Linked DNA regions of Mus musculus: all the other regions are linked to region 3. A link is a contact called in public HiChIP or PLAC-seq and promoter capture Hi-C data. All regions are on one chromosome and are shown on one strand. The core of a region is the stretch at or near the end of the contact, and the rest is flanking DNA. Distances in the headings are between cores, read along the strand shown. Region 1 holds the start of Fam50b (family with sequence similarity 50, member B). Region 2 holds the start of Serpinb6a (serine (or cysteine) peptidase inhibitor, clade B, member 6a). Region 3 holds the start of Slc22a23 (solute carrier family 22, member 23). Region 4 has its middle 59 kb from the start of Fam50b.

Region 1 (3,293 bases), core at 559-3,058, 390 kb before region 3:
GAGGCTAGATGCTGTCTTCTCTGGTTCCTTAAGCTTTTGGCCCCAGATTTCCTGATTGGTTTCTCCTTGCTTTGCCCACTAATTGTGGACAGGTTGCGGTTAAAAATGGTAAATTGTCCTTTCAGGTAAGTCAATCAGGGTCTGCCCTTGAGCTGGGCAGGTGGAATCAAAATCATAGCATACATGAAAGAAAAGCATTTTGATCACTCATAATACAGGGAAGATGGAATTGGAACCTTTTGTTTTCTCTGAAGATAAGATCACAAAAGCATTACCTTATAAAGAGACAATGACATCGTAGTGTCAATAGACTGTATTTCAGTCAGTCAGCTTTCCGATACTGTAACAACATGCCTGAGATGAGAGCTTATGTGGGGAGTGAGGTTACTTTGACTCATATTTCTGAGAGCTTCACCTTATGGTCAATTGACCTCACTGTTTGGAGGCTGTAGTGAAGCAGTATGTCATAGCAGGAGTGCATAGCAGAGGAAGCTATGACAGGACAGCCAGGAAGCAGAGAGAAAGAGAAGGGCACCAGTGTCTCACAGTCCCCATTAGGTCCCACAACTTCAACATTCTACTGCAATCTAGAAGTGTCAATCTGGGACCAACACATTCCACTCCAAGTCTAGAGGACAGAAATGCTAGATACTATAGGAACTCTGGGGAGCCCTCTGAAATAAATTCCAGCACCATGGGATGAAGAAAGCATTTATCTAAGTCCTCCTTCCTAGTCTCTGTGGCTGATAGTCACTCTGGGTATCAACAGTTCTATATGTCAAGTTTACTGCCTCTGCATTGGAGTAGTCAGAGAGAGGGGGGGGAGAGGGAGAGAGAGAGGGAGAGAGAGAGAGAGGGAGGGAGAGAGGGAGAGAGAGAGAGGAAAGAGGGAGAGAGAGAGGGGGAGGGAGGGAGGGAGGGAGAGAGAGAGAGAGGGGGGGGGGAGAGAGAGAGAACAGACATCCTCAGGTACCCAGCATGAAGACACTTGGCTATAACCACCTACTGCTGCAGTGGCAGAAAAGAGGAGTTCAGAGCAATCTAGCAGAGACAAGAAGCCTTCAGTATGCTTTCAGTACTATAAGCTAACAGTATCAGACCTGAGTTAAGGAGGTGAGACTCATGTAATGGTTAATCTTGTCAACTAACAGGATTTGGAACCTTAGGATACACAGCTCTTGGCATGTTGTCTGGTGGGAGTATTTTCAGAAAGATTTAACTGAGGAAAGACAAACCATCTTGAACATGGCCTTACCATGCCCATGGGCGTGAGTCTCAGACCTAGTAGAAAGGAGAAATAGGGAAAGGCAGATGAACGCAGTCCTTATCTTGCTCGGCTTTCTGACTACAGAAACAACATGACTCCGTGCTTCTGCCAACTTGCTGTCAGGATTAAATGTGAGTCAAACAGTCAATCAAAATAAACCCTTTCCTCCTCCTTAGGTTGCTTTTGACACAGCAGTGAAAAGCAACCAATAGAGAGAACAAGCCCCAATTTCTATTTTCCTAGTGCATATGTCATAGCCCTTTAAGGCATCTTCCTCCTTCCTGCTAGTTTGTGATTCCTAAATTACAATAAAAATGTTGATATTATGTCACCGATAGGGCTCATTAGTCTCCCCTGCTTGCAGGATAATGGACAAATTCCTTTCCTCTAACATTCAACTCCCTTCACAATTGGTTTTACTCGAGTTTAAAGAGCTGTACCTCCCACATCTGCCCCAGCTGGATTCAAGCCAGTCCCCTCACCTTTTGATGTATGAGCCAAGACTCTTCCTTCTGGTGCTTTTGCGAATATTGTTTGTTCTAACTGACACAGAAAATATGCAAAACATTGGCCAACTGCTAGGGCAGGCTCTAACCAATCAGGACAGAGATTGGGCCAATCAGGTGGTGGTCATGTATAACTGCCGACTTGGACTGACTGATGGATGCAGTCCTGCTGCCAGCGTCTGATCTCCTGACAACTGAAATGCAATCCTCCCATGAAGTTTTCCTGGACTGTCGTTGCTCACTTGGGCCTTTGATTATTACAGATTAAATTTTTGTGTGTAGGTTGTTACTAAAGAGTTTACGTGATACACTAGTCTGAAAGTATTGGCACTCTCCAGACAGCATGATTTTATTGCCTTTTCATACAATAACTCATTAGTGATCTTAGCTACAGAGGAGACAGAAAGCTCTGACTCCATTTTGCATGTGGTATAGTATGGTTGATCAGAATAACTTTCAGGTTTTAGAAAAGCTTTTTAATTTCAAAATTTTATAAGGATATAAAATGATAGAACTTTATTCCTCAATAAATAAATAAATAGAAAAAAAAAGAGAAAATATTTCAGAGCTCACAACTTCAGTGTGGTGTTGTCTTAAAACTATTGAATATGGGGAAACTCTACAAAAGCCCTCTAACTGGGGCAAGAAACCTAGTAATTTCTTTCATGTGTGAGCTACTCAATTTCAAGGGATTTCAAATTTCTATGAAATGTTCTTCTTTGTTTGTTTGCTGTGTTTTTGTTTTTGTTTTTGAGACAGAGTCTTCCTATGCAGCCCAGGCTAGCCTCTAACTTCCAATCTTCCTGCCTCAGCCTCCATTAGCAGTGGATATGCTACACCATGACTCAATTCTTTAAAGTGCTCTTTAAATAGCTGTTGGATACATTCCTGGAAGCCACCCAATACCACAATGACTAACAACATTTTAATCTTGACACTCCTACTGAGGGGTCTTGCCCTCGAATCTCTTAGTCTCTGTCCCCTGAGTCTGCTTGGTGAGCTGGTTATATTCACAGGAAGGCTTACTAATTGCCATGTTCTTTCCTGGGCTATTTCTCTTTTCAGTCTGATGCCCACTGTAAAATGTCCAGCCCAGCAGCTATGTCCTGCGCTGCAATCATAATAGCCAGACATGAGCATGTTTGCCTCCATTTGATCGAGCTTCTGATGGTTGTTAGGCATCCATCTGGTAAGGGATAATTTTGGGAAAAGCCGTTGTATTTTCCTTCTGGGTGATGAGACTAAAACTAAGCTATCTAAGAGTGGGGCATTTGTGTAGTATAGGTTCTTCTCCATGTGGTATGGAGCAGTATGCCTCTTTGCTGTAGCAGCACGGGCCCCGTTCTGCTATTGGTTGATAAGACATGATACTCAGACTGAGCAAGTTGCCTTAGGGGAAAGTAAGGGAAATCCATGGGATCGATCCTGGTAGCACTGTCTTATGGGCTGATATATTTCCCTAATGAATGTGGCCCATCAAGGGAGTATATATAGGGACTGCCTTAGAATGGCTGATGGAC
Region 2 (3,435 bases), core at 787-3,286, 410 kb after region 3:
CATTACTTTCACGTACAAAGTTTGGCTGCCAGTTCTTATATATGAATGCATGACAGTGCAACTTTTAATACATATTAAAGAGACATTGTCTTAAATACTATCCTCTATAAGTCTAGTTTCTAGGATAAGAATTACATAAAATATTATCCCAATTTAGAAGTATCTTTAAAGATCTGTTTTCCTGGGTTGGTTCATGCCAAGTGTCATTTAGAATGACTCCAACCCTGAGTTGCCAATTTTAAGCTGACTTTCTGTTACAAGCAAAAAGCTGTTGGTCCCTTTAAGAGTGACTTGTGTAGATAATCAGCCTCTAGTAGGGCTTTTCCAGCTGTGCTTGACTCCCAGGAACAGTGCAGTGTAGCTTATCAGTTTCTGCTATGCAAATTGAGACTGCCTTTTAAACAAGTTAAATTAAATCAAAGGATGGACAGCCAGCAGATAAAGTTTTAACCTTTTTTTTCCAACATGAAACACAGAACAACAATCATTCAAACAACAAAACAAAAACAAACATAAGTAGACAGACATATGGATAAATGGTGCACAGACGATAGACAGAGAGGGAATAGAACTTGATGTTTCAAAGGGACCCAGATATCCTAACCAGAACTAAGTATATCTCCAACAGGAGCCAGAGAGGAAGCAGGACCAATTTCTTCCTGTCCCTAGGAGAGCTCTGAAATATCTTATATCTATTTTCCTTCTCTTGTGCTAAAGCGTCCTGGACAGGGGACAACTCCATTTCTGAAACCTATTCTCTTTTTCTCTCTCTCGTGTTCAAGGCCTCACTCTTTATCTCCTTCTGGGAATTCTGCCAAAGAGAGAAGAGGCACAGTGGTAGCTACCGATAGTTGTTCTCCAGCGCCCTGCTTTTCTAACTTTCCCAATTTCTCTTCAACGTGACTAATTCTTTTACTTATATATTTACCATTCCTATTTCTGGGAATTAAGGACAACATAAATGTACTTGAGCTAAGAATTTTTCTAACATCTGTTTTGGTTGTTGTTGTTTTTTGTTTTTTACTCTTTTTATTTTATTTTAAATCCTACTCCTTTCACCTGGAGCAGCTCCTGGCTGTGGACAAATGCCTATTTAGAATTCCCTCGCCCCATTATGCAGCCACACCTTAGGCGAAGCCCATGTCGGGCCAACACTTCTTCAGCCTAGCCTGTATCCTCCTGAAAGCACTTTTTTACAGCAGCAGTTTCAAAAAATAAAATTTATGGCTAGCACTAGCATTAATGCTGCATGTTGCTTACAGTGCTTCATGGATACTTTCACTTTTCTTCTGTTTTCTGTGGCGCTCCACCCAAGACAGCACTTCTCAGTAGTCCCCCCTTCACCCCCACCCCAGTTTTCAAGTCCATCTGTAGCCATCTAGCAGCCATGGTTGAACTGGGTTTACCTGAAACGGGGGCTAGAAATAAGGTAAAGGGGTGAGAGAAGGATGAAGCTAAGACAAAGGTTCTGATCAAGGCTCAAAGTTTGATAATAAGCTTTGTGTTTATAAAGGAAAAAAAAAACCCACAAAATCCATCCACTTCTTCAGCTTGAGTATGTTGTAGCAGCAAGGTCAGCGCAAAAACCTTAAAGTTCCCATGGGTACCTGCAATTGCAGCCAAGACAGATGTCTGTGTCCAGGTTGATAAGGTCTGTTTAGCCTGCTGAAGGCTGGGAATACTGCTCATCCTTTTCATGGCTGGGAAAGGCTTACCCAAAGCTGAGAAGGCTACACTGGGACACAGGCACTGACCACCTTTCTTTATTTTTCTGTGCCTGCTGAATAAGATCTCTACCTCCAGCCCCAGTAGTTAAAAGTCTTTTCTTCCTTTCTCACTTTAAACTTATGATCTGCTTTGTCACAAGTATGTCCATCCACTAAGTGCTGGCACACTTCTGGCATCGCTAAGTGGAGGTAGCCAAAGCATCCAGAAAGTACCAGAAAGATCAGCTGCCCAATCTGAGGCAAAGTGGCCAAGAGCCAGAGGATAGGCTAGATTGTGGGTCCGCAGGCACTCACCTGGCCTTACTTACTCTCTTCCTTTTCCTACTCGGGAGCGGCCGCACCCTGGCCTTCAGACTCCTCCCGACTCTCCGCCCCCCATAAGTATTTAAGGCCTCGGGCGCGGTTGGGGCCTCCTCATCTCTTCTCTGCTTGCTACCAGTCCGGAAATCGAGAATCTAGGAGAATCTAGGGTATGCTCTTCGGTGGGCTGAGGCGGGGGTGGGGTGGCGGGGTGGGGGTGGGGAGCTGGGGACGCAGGCGGGTGTGGCGCGCGGCGAGAGCCCTGTGGACCTGACTCGGGTTCCCTCTGCTGCACAGCGGCTTCAGCGGGCCGTGACGCAGCCAAGTGAGTCGCCTTGTGATCCCAGCCATCTGGTGACATCGCCGCCCTCCCAGATCTGCCAGAGTCCTTGGAGGCGACGGCTAGCGAGGGATGGGGGCTGCGCGGAGCCGGCCTGGCTGCTGCGCGGGGCCCCGGGGCTACAGGTGATCACGTATGTCCTTCGATCCGGAGTGAACCTGGAGACTCCAGAGACGCAGGCTGGTGACGCACTAGGACGGGCGTTGGGATCTGGGAGGTGGGGGAGAGAGACCAAGGGCTGGGTGCTCAGACCCTTTCCTGTCCAGTGTGCCTGAATCTCCCAGGGGCGCTGCCCAGGCTGTGCTGGGAAGTTTGTGACAAATCTTAAGCACCCCGGAGGCCCACAAACATAAATACTTGTGAGAAACAATTCCAGATCTTTGGGTTTTGTTTGTTTGTTTGTTTGTTTGTTTTCCCTCCTACTAAACTCACAAATTTGATATCTGTCAGGTTAGGAGAAAATCATGGGCAAAGTTTTTGACAGTTTCTGTGCCAGAAGCACTTGGCATGTGAACTTGTTTTTTCCTCCCTCCTCTTTTTGATGGACCCAGAGCCTTGTAATGCTGAGCAAGTTCTTTCCTACTGAGATACATGCCTGGTCTTCCTCCTTTCCTCCCGTTAGGTTAGGTCTTTTCTCCACATTAGGATCAGAAATATGGACAGCTAGTATTCATATGGTGTCAGAAACACTGAGTGAGGGAAAACTGGGCGAGGTTTGGCACTTATTTTTCTGACTGCTTGGGAGGCAATTGATTGTAATAGGTCTTTTCCAGAGGCTGCTCATTTCCTTCCTCCAGTGGCTTAGGAGTTGGGTGTTGGATCTAATATATCAAGTAACCTTGGGTAAAAGTATGTGTGATCAGGGACTGTGGCGCTGGGGCTTGTGGGATGATTGCTGTTATCCGTTTACATGGGGTGTGTCCTAGTGTTTCAAGGCTGCTCTGAGTAATTGTATCCGATATGGCTTGTGTCATCACGCAGAAAGGGTGTGTTTGGGGCACTCTTGGCTCCATATACCAAGTTTATTTGGCTTCCTATACCTGCATGTCTCCCCATACCATCTCATAC
Region 3 (3,193 bases), core at 568-3,067:
CAGACCCAGACACGGAGCAGGCTTCCTTTGAAAGAACCAACACGGAAGGGGAATGAGAGAAAGCCTGGCTTGTTACATTTCAGTCAGATAAGAAAATGTAGGTTGTGTGCAGAGGGTGGAGTCAGTAATAAATATCTAACATTCATTCATTGAATGCTGACTCTGTTCTGTTGGGGTGTGGGGTGAGCGCGTCCCAAGGATTAGCTCTTCAAGTGATGAGGGGAAGAAAAGTTAAACTAACCAATAAAGTGAAATTAGGAGAAGAAGGTGGAGGAAGAGGGTAGAGGGGGAAGGGGAGGGGGAGGAAGAGAAGGAGGAAGAGAAGATCACATGTATTGGCAGGTTGCACTGTCACTCCTGATTTTGAAAATAATACTTTATTAGATTATAATCATTATACTGCATGATGGGTTTCATAATGACATTCTCACTCAAGTATGTCATTAAATGTGCTTAAATTTCCAGACTGGGTTTCCCAGACCTTTAGTGTCTTCTGCAGCCTGTGTCTCTTCCGTCTATTGTTATCTAATCTCCCCTTCCCAGCCACTCAGGAAAATTCACAGTTGGGTTCCCCAAAGTCCAGCTCTCTGGCAGTCTTCAGAAATAGTTCTCTCCACGTGTCAGAATTTCAGCAGTAAGTACATGTTGACTGGAACATTGAGCTGCATGCTTAAAAAAAAAAAGTCTCCCACTAAATTATACAACATGCAGCTGAGAAAATAACGGAGATGCTTAAAGAACGCATTCCATACATGTACTCGCAGGATATGCTTTTGGGAAAAGAACGCGAGCTTCCTTCCCCTGTGCTAAATAAGACTAGAGATAGATTGCTCCATTTAAGATTTCCATTAATTCCATTAATAAACTTCTCAGAATATGAAATGTCTCGAGAATGTAGTGAGGCTAAGATGAAAGCCGCATAATTCTCACTGGTGTCAGGCCTGGCACGCAGGAGAAGATATGCTAATGCGGCCGTTTGCCGCAGGGCTGGTGTTATTTATATAGTGCTAGCTGGGCAAGGCTGGCTCTGGAGTCTGGAGTGCCAAGAGCATTTGGATCTCCTGTGAGGTGTAGATGTGTGCGCGCCTGTGCGCAGAGCATAGGAATTGTGATTCCGAGACCTTGGGGAGGGGGTGGGGCAGGCCGCCCTCATTCACGTTTGTATCGAGTGTGTGGCTTCTGTTGAAGGTCTAGCCTTCTAGAGTTGTGTTTATTTGACATTCATTCTGGAGCACAGAAAGAAATGGCGATTTGGGGCGGGTGCTGCAGTAGGTCGTGTGTGACCCAGCGTTGTAAGGGGCTGTCATCCTAAAATTGGCAAACATGCCTCCTTGCCCCAGCTCCGTGACCATAAAAAGCTGCCTTATTTGAGTCTGGAAGAAGAACAGAAGGTTGTTCTGGAAGACAGGCAACCCTTGGGCTCAAGACCAGGAGTGGGGTGCCAGCCGCCAGGCACCTCGGAAACGAACAGAGGTCACGGAGAGCCGGTGTGCCCGGGGCGAGGTCCCTTGCGGCTGTGGGACTTGAGACTGGCAGACGACACTGTCCTCTCACTCCCAGCCAGTGCAGACTCCTTGGTGACCCCCGTCCCCCGCGCCCAGAGACCACCAGGGATCTTGCAGCGGCCCGGGTGTCCCTCTCCCCGCCCCTGCGTCTGTCCGGGCGGTGGCGACACGGCCCGGCTGGAGGGGGCGCTCGTGCGCAGGAGCGGCGCAGCAGGTGCCGCGGTTACCTCCACCTCGGCGGGGGGAGAGGGGGCGGGCCGGGGCGGGAGGCGGAGGCCGGCTCGGTGAGCCGAGAGCGCGGCCGGCTCCGCAGGCTGGCTGCGAGCTTGCGGCTTCCGGGAGCGCCCGAAGTCCGTGGAGGATCTCCCAACCCGCGGCCGCCGGCGGCCCCAGCACAACGCGCACCGGTGCCCGCAGGGCCCCGAGTCGCGACAAGGGCGCGGGTCCGGCTCCTCCTCCTCCCCGGCCGGCGCGCATCAGCGGAGAGCCTCGTAGCTAGGCGGGCGCCCGGGCCGCGGCGCGGATGAGCCGCGGCGGCTGAGGACTCGAACGGTTTCTGCCCGGCGCCCAGGGCACGGGGGTGCGCGGGTGACATGGGGGTGGCCTGACTCGCCGGGCCCGGAGCACTCTCTCCGGCCGCGGGCCCTCCTCCTCGGCGGCGGCGCTGTGCCCGGGCGCCCGCCGAGCTCCGCCGCGCTCTATGCGCCTCTGCGGGAGCCGCGGGCCCTGGCCATGGCGATAGACCGGCGGCGTGAGGCGGCGGGTAGTGGTGCCGGGCGGCAGCCGGCCCCGGCGGAGGAGAACGGCTCCCTGCCGCCCGGGGACGCGGCGGCCTCGGCGCCCCTCGGAGGGCGCGCGGGCTCCGGCAGCAGCGCGGAGATCCAGCCACTGCCTGCGCTGCACCCCAGCGGCGGCCCGCACTCGAGCTGCTGCGCGGCGACAGCCGCCCCGAGCCTCCTGTTGCTGGACTACGATGGCTCCGTGCTGCCCTTCCTCGGGGGCCTGGGCGGCGGCTACCAGAAGACCCTGGTGGTGCTCACCTGGATCCCGGCACTGTTCATTGGCTTCAGCCAGTTCTCGGACTCCTTCCTTCTGGACCAGCCCGATTTCTGGTGCCGCGGGGCCGGCAAAGGCACCGAGCTGGCGGGTGCCACTGTCACCGGCCGATGGGGTGACATGGGCAATTGGACCAGCCCCTCGGCCACCCCCTTCTCCACTGCCTCCTGGGGGACCACGAGCAACCGAAGCAACAGCAGCGACACACCACCCCTCCCATCCCCTCCAGGCAAGGGGAACAACGACTCAAATTGCGACTGCCACGCGTGGGACTACGGCATCCGCACTGGTCTCATCCAAAACGTGGTCAGCAAGGTAAGGGCCACGACCGCCGCGTCCCCGCGTTCTTCTTGTGAACCTTTTTCTTCTGACCTCGGTCGCCTCTGCTCTGTGCTCCATCTCTCATTCTCTGCAGACTTAGGTCCAAACCTACCCAGTTGAGGAACCCAAAATGTTAGCCTGTGTACGCACAACCCCGCATTGACTGGGCTCCCGGCTGTCCCTCAAAGGAGATGCTCTTACTTGGATGTGAAGCCAAGGCTTTTTTGCCGCCCTCTGCGGTGCCCGTGACGCTGCATCCGCTTCAAAGAGACCGACTTAGCCTTTTCTAATATCCACACAAACTCCTGTCC
Region 4 (3,388 bases), core at 791-3,290, 450 kb before region 3:
CCTCAAAGTCCACTGCCTGTGTATTAGGTACAGGGAAGTAACAGCAGCGAAACTTACCACCAATTATTGTGAACTTACTTATGTTGCCAGGCACTGTAATCAACCCATCTTATATCTTATATTACAATCTGTGTGGTCTGTGTCATTTCATGGGTAAGGATGCCTCCATTTAATATTTAACTGAAGCCATTAAGGTAGTGGCTAGGAGATGAGGCCTTAAGGAGTACACAGGTCTTAAGGGTGAGGCCCCAAAGGGTTCTACAGACCTTTTTTTCATATGCAAAGATACAGTGAGAAGCCAGCAGTGCTGGTCATCTCTGCTGCTCTTCTCCACTCTCCAGAAGCAAGAGAAAGAAGTCTCTGTTGTTAGAAGCTGCCACAAGATGCCTGGCTCAAATCCTCTCCTAGACGGAACCTTGCCCAAGGAAAGTGCGGCTAATGAGGCAGAGCAGGGATTCAAAAACCCAGTTCCCAAAGTACCCTGAGGACACCTGCTTATAGCTTGCTGACACTCGCACCCAGCACTGCAGGCAGAGTTGCCACAGCACTGCTCGGCATCTTCACTGGGTGGCTACATTCCTGAGAGTTAACTTCTGGAATTCAGCACTGCCTCCTCATGGTCTCCATTGGCCAGACTACCTATCTTAGACCCAAATAACACTGCCTTAAAGGAGAGGTATTTTATTCTTTCTCTTCTTAAGATAACATTGAAACAGTAAGTCAGAAGACAGATTCTACCAAAGTCCTTACTTTCAGATGTAGTACAGAACATCCATTATCCTTATACACAACAACGAAACCATCCGAGATTCTGGTTTCAGGGCCAGGCAGGAAGACCGACCATGTAAGCGAGGAACATGGAGTTTATGAGCTCATCCCAGGACAGAATCCAGGAAAGAGTTTGAAGGATGGTCTGCGGGGCTCTCTAATCTACCCCACGTAGACTCATCTGTGACCTGACCTAGATGCACACACCAGCTTCTTCCTGTCTAGCAAATCTGTGCTGGAGTTTCTGTCACCTTTGTTCATCAAGCAGGTTCTTATATAATTTTGTGTTTCATTTTGTGCTCTTGTTGTTCCCTGAGTTGCCCTGTAAACATTCCTATTGGAAAATTCCAATCTGTCTCAGATGAAGTAAGAGGAAAAGCCATGTGTCCACACCCAAGCCAGCCCAGCCAAGGAGAGCAGAGGGCCCTTCCAGAACTGGCTTTGTCAACGCGGCCACTGTGTGGCTCTAGCTGGAACTCATTGGGAGCCTGGGGAGGCTTTGAGGGGGTTGGACATTTGGTCTCAGAGGCTCTGGAGACTTTCATACATGGTGGCAATTGTTGTTCTATAGAACCCAGACCTTCTCTCTAAACCTCCAACATTTTTGTTCTTGTTGCTGCGTGTTTGAAATCACAATACTTACTCAGCTTCATATCTGTCTCTGACTCCTTACGACTCAGGACTTCAAAGCATAAGCAAGACTGCTCATTTCAGCATCTCCAGTGCCAAGGTAGAGAGAAACATACAATCAAAAATGAATGTGTTATTTTGTAAATAAATAGTGTGACATTGGGCTCTTAAATTTTTGTTGTTGTTTAAGCTCCAAAAGAATGTTGAGAATTATTCTTTCACAATGTGTTGCTTGGATCCAAGTAAGTGAGAAGGGATGTTGGGGGGGTGGTGCCCTACTGCCACTGAGAAATAGCCTCTCCACCAGGTGGCGCTCACCTCTTGGTTCCTGCCATTAAAAAAAAAAAAAAAAAAAAAAAAGCTGTCACTTCAAAATCACTCCAGAACAACTAGGGTGTTGACTTCCTTGAAACCCAATTTGTAAGTTCTGAGCCTGTCTTAGAGATGTGACTACTTTGTTTCCCTGGGGACAGGGACCTGGTGAGGCTAGACACCTTTGACGCTGGAGTCTGGTGAGCCTGTAGAGGGGATGTGACACACATCTTCCTAAGTGGGTCCTGGCATACGTGCTTAGGACAGTGACAAGTGTGACTGGTTTGAGTAGCTTGATCTGTTGCATATTTTGGCCTTGGCAGTAGGACTGATCAGCTTTTGTGTTCCTGCAGTGGCCCATTGACACCCTGACCTGGTCTCTGTAAACATGAGTTTTGTACTGAAGAGAGGAAATTTACAGAGGAAAGATTTTTGGTCTATGGAATTTGTGAAAAAAAAAAAAGTTAAAAAACAAAACAAACAAGAAAACTCCAGACAAGTGTCCCACATGAGCCATGAGGAGAATCCTTGAATAATCTTTTCTGTTTTTTTCCCTTCCCTTTGATTGCTTACGGGCTGGTGCACTTTCTCTTAGACTGGTGCTGTTATCAGAAATCAGTCTCCTTCAATACGATCTCCCAATGTGCCTCCACACTCGATTACAGCACACGAGGAAAACCCCAAGGATGTTAATTTGGACCATTGACAGATCTCTGGAATCTTTGGGTCACCTCAGTTCTCACCAGCTTTGAGACATCATGCAGTGGGCAGTCTCCCCACTTCCTCCTTTCATACCACAAGGCCAGGTCCTCAGAGGCTGGACACGGCTCGTTTTCTTGAGGGAGCACTTTCATTTCCTATGATGCCTACAGAGGAGACGATCCCAAAGTTCAAAATAAGCAGTTTTAAGTGGTTTGTAATATTTTCAAGTGTTGCCACTAAATGACATGAACCTGTTATGTGTCTGCAGCGCTGGACAGTAAGTGTGTACTTCCACCCAAGTTAGTCCTGCTGACAGCCCTCTTGTGCCTGTTCTGGAGAGAAAAAATGAAGATTTGAGAAGGCAGTGATTTATTACAAAGTCACGAGGCCAGTATGTCTCAGACTGGTATTAAAGCCTCTGTGACAGTCACTCTGTGTCCGTTGCTAGTTCTGGGTGCCAGGCCCTGCCCTGGATATTAGGAACACAGCAGGAAACAGCATCTACCAAAGCTTCACCCTCATGATGCTTACAGTCCAGTGGGAAGTGGGAATAGGCACGTGTGGTGTGAAATGGTGTGCCAAGAGGTTGTGAGATCTCAGGGTAAAGAAAGTAGGTAGGCGGCCACCCAGGGGCTCGAGAGGCTTGCCTGACTGGTGCTGCAGCTTCTGCTTATGAGGTGGAAGTCATTATTTCATACAGTGATGCTTGCTCCCCTCTCTAAGGTTTTACCTGCCTTGGTATAAGTTATGTAAAATCCACAGTACACAGAAAACAGTGAAGGAAAATCCCAGAGAGAACAAAATTCCACAGAAATTTTTTAGTGGCAATCTATTTATTAAGATTGTTCTGCCATTAGATGTTATTGGTAACCCTTGATCTTTGTCTGGCTTATAAACTAAGCTTGATTGCAGCCGTGTACAACAGGAGACAAAATAGCATGTGCAGGACTTAAAACTGCCTGATGTTTCAAGAGCA

What was found. Promoter capture Hi-C pulls out the DNA fragments that hold promoters and counts their contacts. HiChIP or PLAC-seq counts read pairs in DNA pulled down with a chosen protein or histone mark.
Region 1: an H3K4me3 HiChIP or PLAC-seq map of embryonic stem cells shows a contact between it and region 3, with 14 read pairs. The contact joins the promoter of Fam50b here to the promoter of Slc22a23 in region 3. A contact is called at or near these places in 2 of 39 promoter capture datasets (both in liver), 4 of 484 Hi-C or Micro-C datasets (liver and nephron progenitors) and 2 of 115 datasets of contacts at active chromatin or transcription factors (embryonic stem cells and pancreatic cancer cells).
Region 2: a contact with region 3 is called in a FOXA1 HiChIP or PLAC-seq map of pancreatic cancer cells. The contact joins the promoter of Serpinb6a here to the promoter of Slc22a23 in region 3. A contact is called at or near these places in 3 of 39 promoter capture datasets (embryonic stem cells, hippocampal neurons and stem cell-derived epiblast-like cells) and 1 of 115 datasets of contacts at active chromatin or transcription factors (pancreatic cancer cells).
Region 4: a contact with region 3 is called in a promoter capture Hi-C map of liver, with 5 times the contacts expected there. The contact joins the enhancer-like site here to the promoter of Slc22a23 in region 3. A contact is called at or near these places in 9 of 39 promoter capture datasets (the 3T3-L1 cell line, 3T3-L1-derived adipocytes, cranial neural crest and 4 more), 4 of 484 Hi-C or Micro-C datasets (cerebral cortex, liver and myocytes), 1 of 115 datasets of contacts at active chromatin or transcription factors (SST interneurons) and 1 of 9 other capture datasets (pancreatic islet).

What each region holds. Positions count from the first base shown.
Region 1 is chr13:34,733,365-34,736,657 of GRCm38.p6, reverse strand. Fam50b (family with sequence similarity 50, member B) reads right to left here and starts at 1,808. Exons shown (of 2, transcript NM_001382856.1): 1 at 1,750-1,808.
Region 2 is chr13:33,934,684-33,938,118 of GRCm38.p6, reverse strand. It overlaps Serpinb6a (serine (or cysteine) peptidase inhibitor, clade B, member 6a), which reads left to right and starts at 2,036. Exons shown (of 7, transcript NM_009254.3): 1 at 2,036-2,197. 1110046J04Rik (RIKEN cDNA 1110046J04 gene) reads right to left here and starts at 2,087. Exons shown (of 5, transcript NR_040707.1): 1 at 2,022-2,087.
Region 3 is chr13:34,343,842-34,347,034 of GRCm38.p6, reverse strand. It overlaps Slc22a23 (solute carrier family 22, member 23), which reads left to right and starts at 1,817. Exons shown (of 10, transcript NM_001382849.1): 1 at 1,817-2,876. The coding sequence starts at 2,238.
Region 4 is chr13:34,792,378-34,795,765 of GRCm38.p6, reverse strand. No RefSeq gene overlaps it. Among named protein-coding and RNA genes, the nearest start is that of Fam50b, 59 kb to the right of the region's middle. Within about 2 kb of position 2,040, at least 36 of the 459 cell types and tissues checked have an H3K27ac peak or open chromatin away from gene starts, as enhancers often do. A contact at or near this core is called in liver, where this site is marked.